2 separate regions of the Triticum aestivum genome follow, and region 1 is linked to region 2. Evidence: chromatin contacts called from public Hi-C data. All regions are on one chromosome and are shown on one strand. The core of a region is the stretch at or near the end of the contact, and the rest is flanking DNA. Distances in the headings are between cores, read along the strand shown.

What was found. A called contact is a pair of places that touch in the nucleus more often than the background predicts.
Region 1: a Hi-C map of leaf shows a contact between it and region 2, with 3 times the contacts expected there. The contact joins the promoter of LOC123169681 here to the promoter of LOC123167438 in region 2. A contact is called at or near these places in 2 of 5 Hi-C or Micro-C datasets (both in leaf).

Annotation. Positions count from the first base shown.
Region 1 is chr7D:471,849,512-471,853,839 of IWGSC CS RefSeq v2.1, forward strand. LOC123169681 (protein FAR1-RELATED SEQUENCE 5) reads right to left here and starts at 1,828. Exons shown (of 4, transcript XM_044587557.1): 1 at 1,330-1,828; 2 at 1-1,223. The coding sequence starts at 310. LOC123169679 (T-complex protein 1 subunit epsilon) reads right to left here. Exons shown (of 9, transcript XM_044587556.1): 7 at 3,119-3,285; 8 at 2,919-3,032; 9 at 1,999-2,467. The coding sequence ends at 2,297.
Region 2 is chr7D:471,651,006-471,655,410 of IWGSC CS RefSeq v2.1, forward strand. LOC123167438 reads right to left here and starts at 1,644. Exons shown (of 4, transcript XR_006483929.1): 1 at 1,215-1,644.

The DNA of each region.
Region 1 (4,328 bases), core at 578-3,077, 200 kb after region 2:
TCATATAACATACAACCCACTTCTCTTTTACCTTATAAATGCTATCAAACCAAGTTTGTTTCTCTACTTTAGTTCTCATGGTGTGAAAAGCTTCCTCAAAATTTTCCAGCTCTTCGTACTCGAACATGCAAGCACTAAAGTCTGCAAGAATATTTGATTCTTCCTTTTCCTTGTCCTCTTCATTTTCTTTGTCCTTGTCCTTGTCCTTGTCCTTGCGACAAGATAAATGTTTAACGGCATTTTGCATTATGTGAAAAGTGCATAGCCCATGTCGTGTTGCTGAAAACACACTCTCCACTGCATTTCCCATTGCAATGTCTTGATCGGTATATATGGTCTTGGGCTGCTTCTGATTGTGTATTGACAGAAAAGTTTCAAAAAGCCATCTAAAAGATTCAAATGTTTCATCGTACAGAAGACAAGCACCAAAAAAATAACAGTTTCTCTGAAATGATTGAACCCAACAAATACGCCAAACGGCTGATGCTCCTTGTTTGTTCCAAATGTGGTGTCAAAAGTTACAACGTCACCGAAATGAGCATAGTCAATTATCATTCTTGCATCAGCCCAGAATATATTTGTGATCTGTTCTTCACAATCATGTTGTATCTCATATTGAAATGATGGATTTTCTCGGATTTTATCCTGGAAATATTTCAAGATACTTCCTGCTTCACCATATTTTAGTTCCCTTTGGCGCTTAGTACGCAAGTAATTTTTGTGATCCCGTTGAATGTAGCCAAGGATGGATGATCCGCCAACTCGCCGGCAAGCTGATTCATGTGCAGCTTTTGGTCCAATACCCGAATCATCGGCAATTTCAATCTCAAACGCTTGAATTTCAGTTATCTTCCGCTGTGAGGGCATGAGGTGGCATGTTTCTTGCAACTGCAACATGTGATTGTGTTCAAGAACAAGATCAAAAACTTCGTAATTTACCATTTTCCCGATCTATTGTGAGACCCATACGAGCTTGGCAACCAGTCCTAATTTCTGCTCGAGGTTGCTTAATATGCTTATCTCTTTTGTCTTTTCCTCGACGACCCTCTTTACGACACACAAATCTGCATGAAGTAATTGTTCCGTCAAATTTGCTCGGATTTGAGTACCTTTTCCTAACACCAAACCCAACTCTGCCACCATAATGCTCCCAAAAAATCCAAGCCTCATCCAAACTGCTAAACTTCATGCCAATTTGTGGTATCCAGCTTGGTACATCATTTCTGTAAAATAGCCAACACCAGACAATGGTTAGGAGATTGGACACAATTGTTTCGTCTAAAACATAAAGAGGATTATGTTGCTGTTGTTGCAATGCTTCTCACTTACCCAATTGAAGCAGAGGTCTGGTTTTCCTCGTTGATTTGTTGGTTCTCCATGCTACAGAAGCTCACTTGGGTGGATTGCACAAAATCAGCAGCGATTAAACAGACTTCAGAGTGATGTAGAAAAGATAAGAAGATGAGGGTGAAGGTGGACTGTGGCCGACGGCAAACAAGATCGTGAATTGTGTTTTACCTTCAAGAATATGGAGAGCGCGAGGGTTAATGGAGGGAGGCAGCGGCGTTCGAATGCCGTCAGCCACGGCAGCCCGCCGTCTTCCGAGTTGATCGCCGTTTGTAACGACGACCCGCCGTCTTCAGCGATGATCGCCGGCGGCCACGGCGGCGCGCCAGTGGATGATCGTCTTCGTCTCTCCGCGCCCAGCCGAGAACCTGGCTTTTGGCGCCAGAATACGAGCCGGCGGCTGCTTTTTGACGCTGCCGGCGGCTGCTTTTTGGCGCCAGCGAAAGAAAGGAAGGAGAGATTTGGCACGCGCCCTGCGTGCGTACGTGGATAGGGCTGTTTTGCTGTTCGTTGGATGCGCTTGATGAGATAAGAACGGCTGAGATTATGCTACTGCCGTGCCTTCTTCACGGCAGACGAGCCGCGTCCGTAACTTGGTACACATCATATGTCTGACCCACACCAACTTTACCTGAGATACTTTAGACAAAGTGAACAAAAAAATGAAACAATTACGATAAAGCAGACAAATTAGTGGTCCAAAACCATAGCATTAAGCATCCGAACAACACAACGAAGGGCTAAAACTGGTATCGACAGGATATGTGCTACTGTCTCAAGCTCTACAAAGTGTGAACTCACGTCACAAAACTAGATAGCTCGTCAATCAAAACAAGTGACCACTCCATGTAAGAATTCTAGGAGCAAATCCAAATCAACCCATATAAAATATGCTGACTAATGGAGTGCATGCCACTTAGCACAGTCGATTCCGTTCTTGAAGGCGTCATCAATACTCAGAAGGCGTTATGACATCATCAATCTTGAGGATCATCTTGACCACCTGTGTTGCCAGCAAGATCTGCTGCTGCTTGCCGATCAGAGTCTCGAAAACATTCTGCTCTTTCATGTCATTGGTACCAACATCATTGCAATCGATGCCACAGCGGGAATTGTTCTCCTAGAAATATGTTCAGAAATGAAATGTTACCCTCAGTTCAGAAGGAATGACATAACAATACTCCCTCTGTAAACTAATATAGATTTTATATTAGTTTACAGAGGGTGTGGTAGATATAAGCTCAAAAACACTGGTGACTGGCAGTGACATGCCAAGAAGGTCAGCGCTGGTTTCTGGAACCCTTACATCGTACACTACATAATGTGACTTGAGATGATGGTACAACGTGTACAGCATCAAGCACACTCAATGCCAGGTGGGGAAGGACTAAGGACTAAGCACAGGCACTAGCCAAAAGTAACTTCTGAAATAAACTCTATCACAAGACAAATAAAAACACATGCGGCTAATTAGTAGGAGTATAACAGAAGGAGGATTTTTAACATGAGAAGAACAGGCTGACAACCGACATTATAAAGTGATGTCAAAATCAACAGAGAAAACAGAATACCTTGACATGTTGGGATTTTACGACGGTGAGAGTATCAATAGGCGGCAAACCACTGTTTTCAGCTAAAGCTAGTGGAATGGCATCCAAAGCATCAGCAAATGCCCTGATTGCATACTGAAAGTACAAAGAAGCACAATTAGAAGAAAACATAATACATATATGGCTTTCTTTTGTAGTACCAGTTCCGAAACCCCAATTACCTGCTCGACTCCAGGATGACGATCTGCTGCAGCATCAACAGCAATTGAGCAAGATATTTCTGCTGAGCCACCACCATACACAATTGAGTTGTTGATGATCAGATTCCTTGCCACACATAGAGCATCATGAATACTTCGCTTGGTCTCTTCAATCATCATTTTGTTGCCTGTGCAATGCCAGAATATACCAATCAGAAGATACCCGTATAAATTATTAGCTTAGATATGACTGAAATGTATACTACCCCTGTATTGGTTTATTGGTCCCCTTAGTATTTTGTGCCAAATTTTGAACATTGATTTAATTAGCAAAATATGAATGCATGTCACAAAAAATAGTATCATTGGAAACTATGTTCAAATACGAATCAAACAATATAAATTTTGGTGACATGCATTAACATTTTGTCAGTTAAATCTATGGTCAAATTTAGGCACAAAATACAAAGAGGACCAATAAACCAGGATGGAGGTAGTACTAACTAAGACTGGAAAACAGCAGTTAGGCTTGGTGTTTCTCAGATATTTTGAGGACTTCAATCTTACAATCCTAAAAAAGTAACAGCACACAACTAAATAGTACAGATGATTTTAATGTTATGATATGACTATTACCGATTTAACAGCCTAGGTTATGTTCAGATTGTGACCAAAGTGTACCTTCCCAATTTTTCGGTCATCACAAAAGAAGCATTGGCTTTTTGTTTGGATGGATACCAACTGTTTGGCATGCAAATGTTCATTTACCAACTGTTCACTTTCTAGCTAATCTGTTGGCAAGCAAAACCTCAACCAAAATTTTGGCTAGCAACTTCTTGACAGGGCAACCATGGGCACAAACCAAACATGCCCTTATTAAGCCCCAGAACTACATAACCAGTGAGCTCCAAACTGGCAAGGAGTTATATTAAACCCTACAGTGGTTTTGAGGGTGGTACTGAATATATAGCTCAATGATTTGGATTAGTTGCCAACAGACTCCGACATCACCCAGATCAACATTTGAGGGCCTATTGGACGACTTTGGATAGTTCATGGCATAAATTAGAAATTTTGCAGTTCACTGGTGTCATTTTATAAGCCGTCTTGAGGTATGGCAAGTACGATAAAATACTATCACGATTAAAAACAGTTGGCATTTCTTCAGTTCTAGTGACCACAAGAATTATTTCTCATGTATTACAATTAACAGTTGGTACGATCTAATATG
Region 2 (4,405 bases), core at 394-2,893:
GCAGCCCATTGATATTTGGAAAAGAGGTTTGAGGTGAACCAGATCTTGAAGCAAGTTAATTCTCAATCATGTGTCAGGCGTATAACACTTCCTCGGGGTAACTGAATTTAACAGTACGAATAGCATATATAGGTGGTTTCTGATGGTCATCACGATACATCAAACCAAACAAATAGAACATTTTTGTGATGACAAAATTACAGGAAGTCAGTATGATTCTACCTACATCAATCTACCAGAAGGTACATGTTACAGTAAGCAACTGAAGGATATATAAAATCCTGTCAAACTCATGCTCTTTTCAGATTTCAGTTTCAAAAAGATTCTGAAACATAACAGACATGTCACAAAAAGCCATCAAAAGAAACCGATCAATCAATCAGATCAAATTCTACTGACACGTCCATCTCCCTTGTTCATCCAGAAGGAAGCAGAAATAGGTGTCCTAACAGCCAGCGAGACCAAGACAACCACAGGCGGCACGGCCGTCGGCCACACACCAAGATTCCGGCTCCCACGGTCAGTCAACGTGGCTCTGCTAGAGGACAACCACATGGGCGTCACACTGACTCGAAGACCACATGCATGTGGAGCATGATCATGGTGGCAGACTCCGACGACCACGAGTGCAGCAACTCCGGCGGCCAACAAACTTGTGTATGTGCTAGGTACTGTTGTGAATAGAAGGAACATGCAAGCTTGCTATGAATGTGACGAAAAATGGCATTGTAGACCTGTGATGTCCTGACTTGATTGAACTGGAAACATAAAAGAAAAAATGGGAGGGAGATGAACAATTGTCGAGCCGAATGTGGTGTGTACTTGTATTAGTTAAAACTGATTCATTTTCTGTACGATTTTATCTTTGAAAGATGGTTGGAAGAGAAATCTTATTTACATGTAGATTAATTCTGCAGATGACTGGTCGTGTTTTTGCTTGTTTGCAAGCTGCAACAACTGAATTTCTTTACTTTGCACATGGAATATGTAGACCGGTGGAATTTGACAGCATAATAGCATCTGTATATTACAAAATTTGATAGGCCCCTGCAATTTGACAGCATATTAGCAATATATCAGAAAACTTGGCTGACCCATGGTTTCTGCGACTCAAGAACATGAAGAATGAGTGATTTCTGTTGCTCGAGAACATGGCGATTGAGGACCAGATCGAGGGGAAGTAGGAAAAGAGGGGAGATGAATCGATTAATTACCTGATGGTCAAGTCTACGCCACCTGTGGCCTGGTTGGTGTCGCTCGACCGGCCGGCTCCAAATCCCTCCATCTCCTGCGCCCGTCCACCGTCGCCCCGCTCTGGCGAGCTCCTGCCTAGGACGCCACACCTCCCCTCCTTTCTCCCTTCTTCTCTCCCTCACCTCCATTCTTCTTTCCGCCCAGGAGCCGCAGATGTCATGGATCCGCCCGGGAGGCCACGCCCCAGCCTTCCTCATCGTCACTGGCGACCCCGGCGTCGCCGCCCGCCTCCGAATCAGCCTCCCCAGCCCCTGCCGTGCACGGATCTGGCCCGTGCAAGCAGCCACCGCCGTCGTTCCGCCGCCCACAGGCCACAGCTGCTCGTTCTGCACGGGTCTTTTTTGCAGCGTGTCTCAGAGCCATCTGAAAGAGAATCGCGGCCGGAATACACCAAAATGCAGGGTTCTTTTTGTAAGAACGAAACGTTTTCTCTGCTAGTCACTTAAAATAGAACCGCGGGTTGAATTCCCAAAACCAAGGGGACTTTTCAGCAAAAAGGCTAATGACGGACGACCAGAAGCAATCAGTGCTTTATTAGTAGGGAAAGATTGGCGTTTGAGGGGATGGATCAGGAACATGGATGGATACGTACCCTGTACGTTATTGGCAGTACGTACTGTGGTGCGCTCACGGCTCACATACGTATAATGTATTGCCGCCTTGACCGATGCCGGATGGCCGGGCTACGGACTGCTGCGCGGCGCACGCAGAGGCGGCCGAGAAACAGGCAGGCCGACTGTGACCGACGAGAGGACGCACGTTCGAAGACGAACCGACGAGAGGACGAAGCCGAGCGAAAGGCTTGAGATCTTTGATTGATTTGTTTCACAAGAGAAACAAGCGGCCGTGCGTCGCATCAGGCGTGAGTAACGCCGCCGGACGCTTCGCTAATCGCTAGATTCGTTTCTTTTCTCTGGAATTTTTTTCTTACCTACTACCTCCGTACCGAAATAAGTGTTTCAACTTTGTACTAGCTCTAGTACAAATTTATACTAAACTCAAGACACTTATTTTAAGACGGAGGGAGTATTTTTTAGGGATTTCTTACCTATTTTTGCTGGACTATAGTTATACTGCATCATGGGCCCCCTCCCCGGCCTGGGCCCTGGGCCGTCGCCCCTTTGGCCATACCCCAGGGCCGGCCCGGGTCTCCAAGCGCCTCGCCATGAGCCGCCCTGCGGCCACTGCCGCCGTGCCTCGAGCAGGCTGGGCCACCCGCCCCCGTTGACTCGAGCTGCCCTCATCGGTGTGTCGGCTTCGCGCTGCCTCTGCTTCAAGTCGCCACTGCCTCCGCCGAGTCACTGCCCCTTTTCACCGAGAGCCTCCTCAATCACCTTTAGAACTGCGTCAGGACTCGGTTGCTACCTCCGCTAACCCGCCGGCCGCTGACTCGCCAGGCGCTTTGAAACCACCCTGCTGACCCGCCGGATGGGGCAGTCGCCGAGCGCCTCCGCTGAGCGCCTGAGTTGCCGTCGAGCGGTCTCGCCTTCGTCACCGGCCTCGTGCCAATCTGTCTGTCATAGCTCGTGTGTGACTTTGCTGCTGAGCAGCCTTGCCTTTGAGCGCCTGATTGAAAGCAGTACAACCCGCTTCAAAGCAGCACAACCAATCAGCAAAGCCAGCGGACATCCATTACTACTCCTACAAAAAGTCATCTACAGTCCACGTGAAGGCCGAAGCCAACCCAATAATCAAAAACTTCCAATTAGCACTCCTACTCATCACGTGAAGGTTACAGGGCTAGACAAAAAATCCCATACAGAGTAAAAGGTTAAAAAAGCTATCTCTGCCACTTACGTAAAGTGACTTGGGCACATATTGATGAAGAAAGCTAACGGAAGTAGGAATATTGCACAATACCAGTACTTTTGCTCTTGTTCACGGCAAGGATGATTGTTGTATCATGGATAGATACCGTGCCTGGGATTGACTCTCCCGTCCGAGCGGCTTATTGTGTCGATGATTGACTCATCCGTCTGCGCGGTTTATTGCGCCTGCGATTGACTCGTCCGTCCGTACAGGCTTACAACACCGCGGCCGGCTCATCTGTCCGCTCCCGCGGTCGACTTGGCCGTGATTAATTTCAGCTTCACCGTGATGATCATCAACTCTGCGGTGGATATTTACTGGCCTGACATTTCAGGTGAAATCCATCCAGTATATTTTTATATTATATATGGCTTTCTTTAAAAGAGCAATTACTCCGGCTTGCAAAGTTATCTAATGCAGGACCCTAAACCGCCATATTGGTGCAAATTTAAAGGCCGTTAGAAAATTTCCGGCTTAAAAAGAAGGATTCCGGTTTAAAATCCGGCTCAAGGGAAGGTTGTCTCCCACAAAGATTTGAAGCTCTCAGTATCCGGTTTAAGAATTTCTGGTTCAAAAGAATAATCTCTCGCAAGTTCGAGTTCTCAGGAAAAATTAAAGGGACCAAAGAGAGTCTGCTGCAAAAGCACAGCTCAAACATAGGTGCCCCTTGAGCACAGCTCACAATATCACTTGGGGGGCTTGGTCGTATTCGAACCATAGCTACACCTCTTGATCGGCGTAAGGCCACCAGGAAAATCACTTGGGGACTTGGTCGTATTCGAACCATAGCTACACCTCTTGATCGGCGTAAGGCCACCAGGAAAATCACTTGGGGACTTGGTCGTATTCGAACCATAGCTACACCTCTTGATCGGCGTAAGGCCACCAGGAAAATCACTTGGGGGCTTGGTCGTATTCGAACCATAGCTACACCTCTTGATCGGCGTACGGCCACCAGGGAAATCACTTGGGGGCTTGGTCGTATTCGAACCATAGCTACACCTCTTGATCAGCGTAAGGCCACCAGGGAAATCACTTGGGGGCTTGGTCGTATTCGAACCATAGCTACGCCTCTTGATTGGCGTAAGGCCACCAGGGAAATCACTTGGGGGCTTGGTCGTATTCGAACCATAGCTAACACCTCTTGATTGGCGTAAGGCCACCAGGGAAATCACTTGGGGGCTTTGGTCGTATCCGAACCATAGCTTAAACCCTCTTGATCGGTGCAACACCACAATTATGATTATTTAAATCCTTCTTGATTTTTAGTTTTATAATGTTTTATGAGTATAATTTATCCTGTGTTTATTAACCCGGCCTGGCTTTCGACTATAAGTCACCA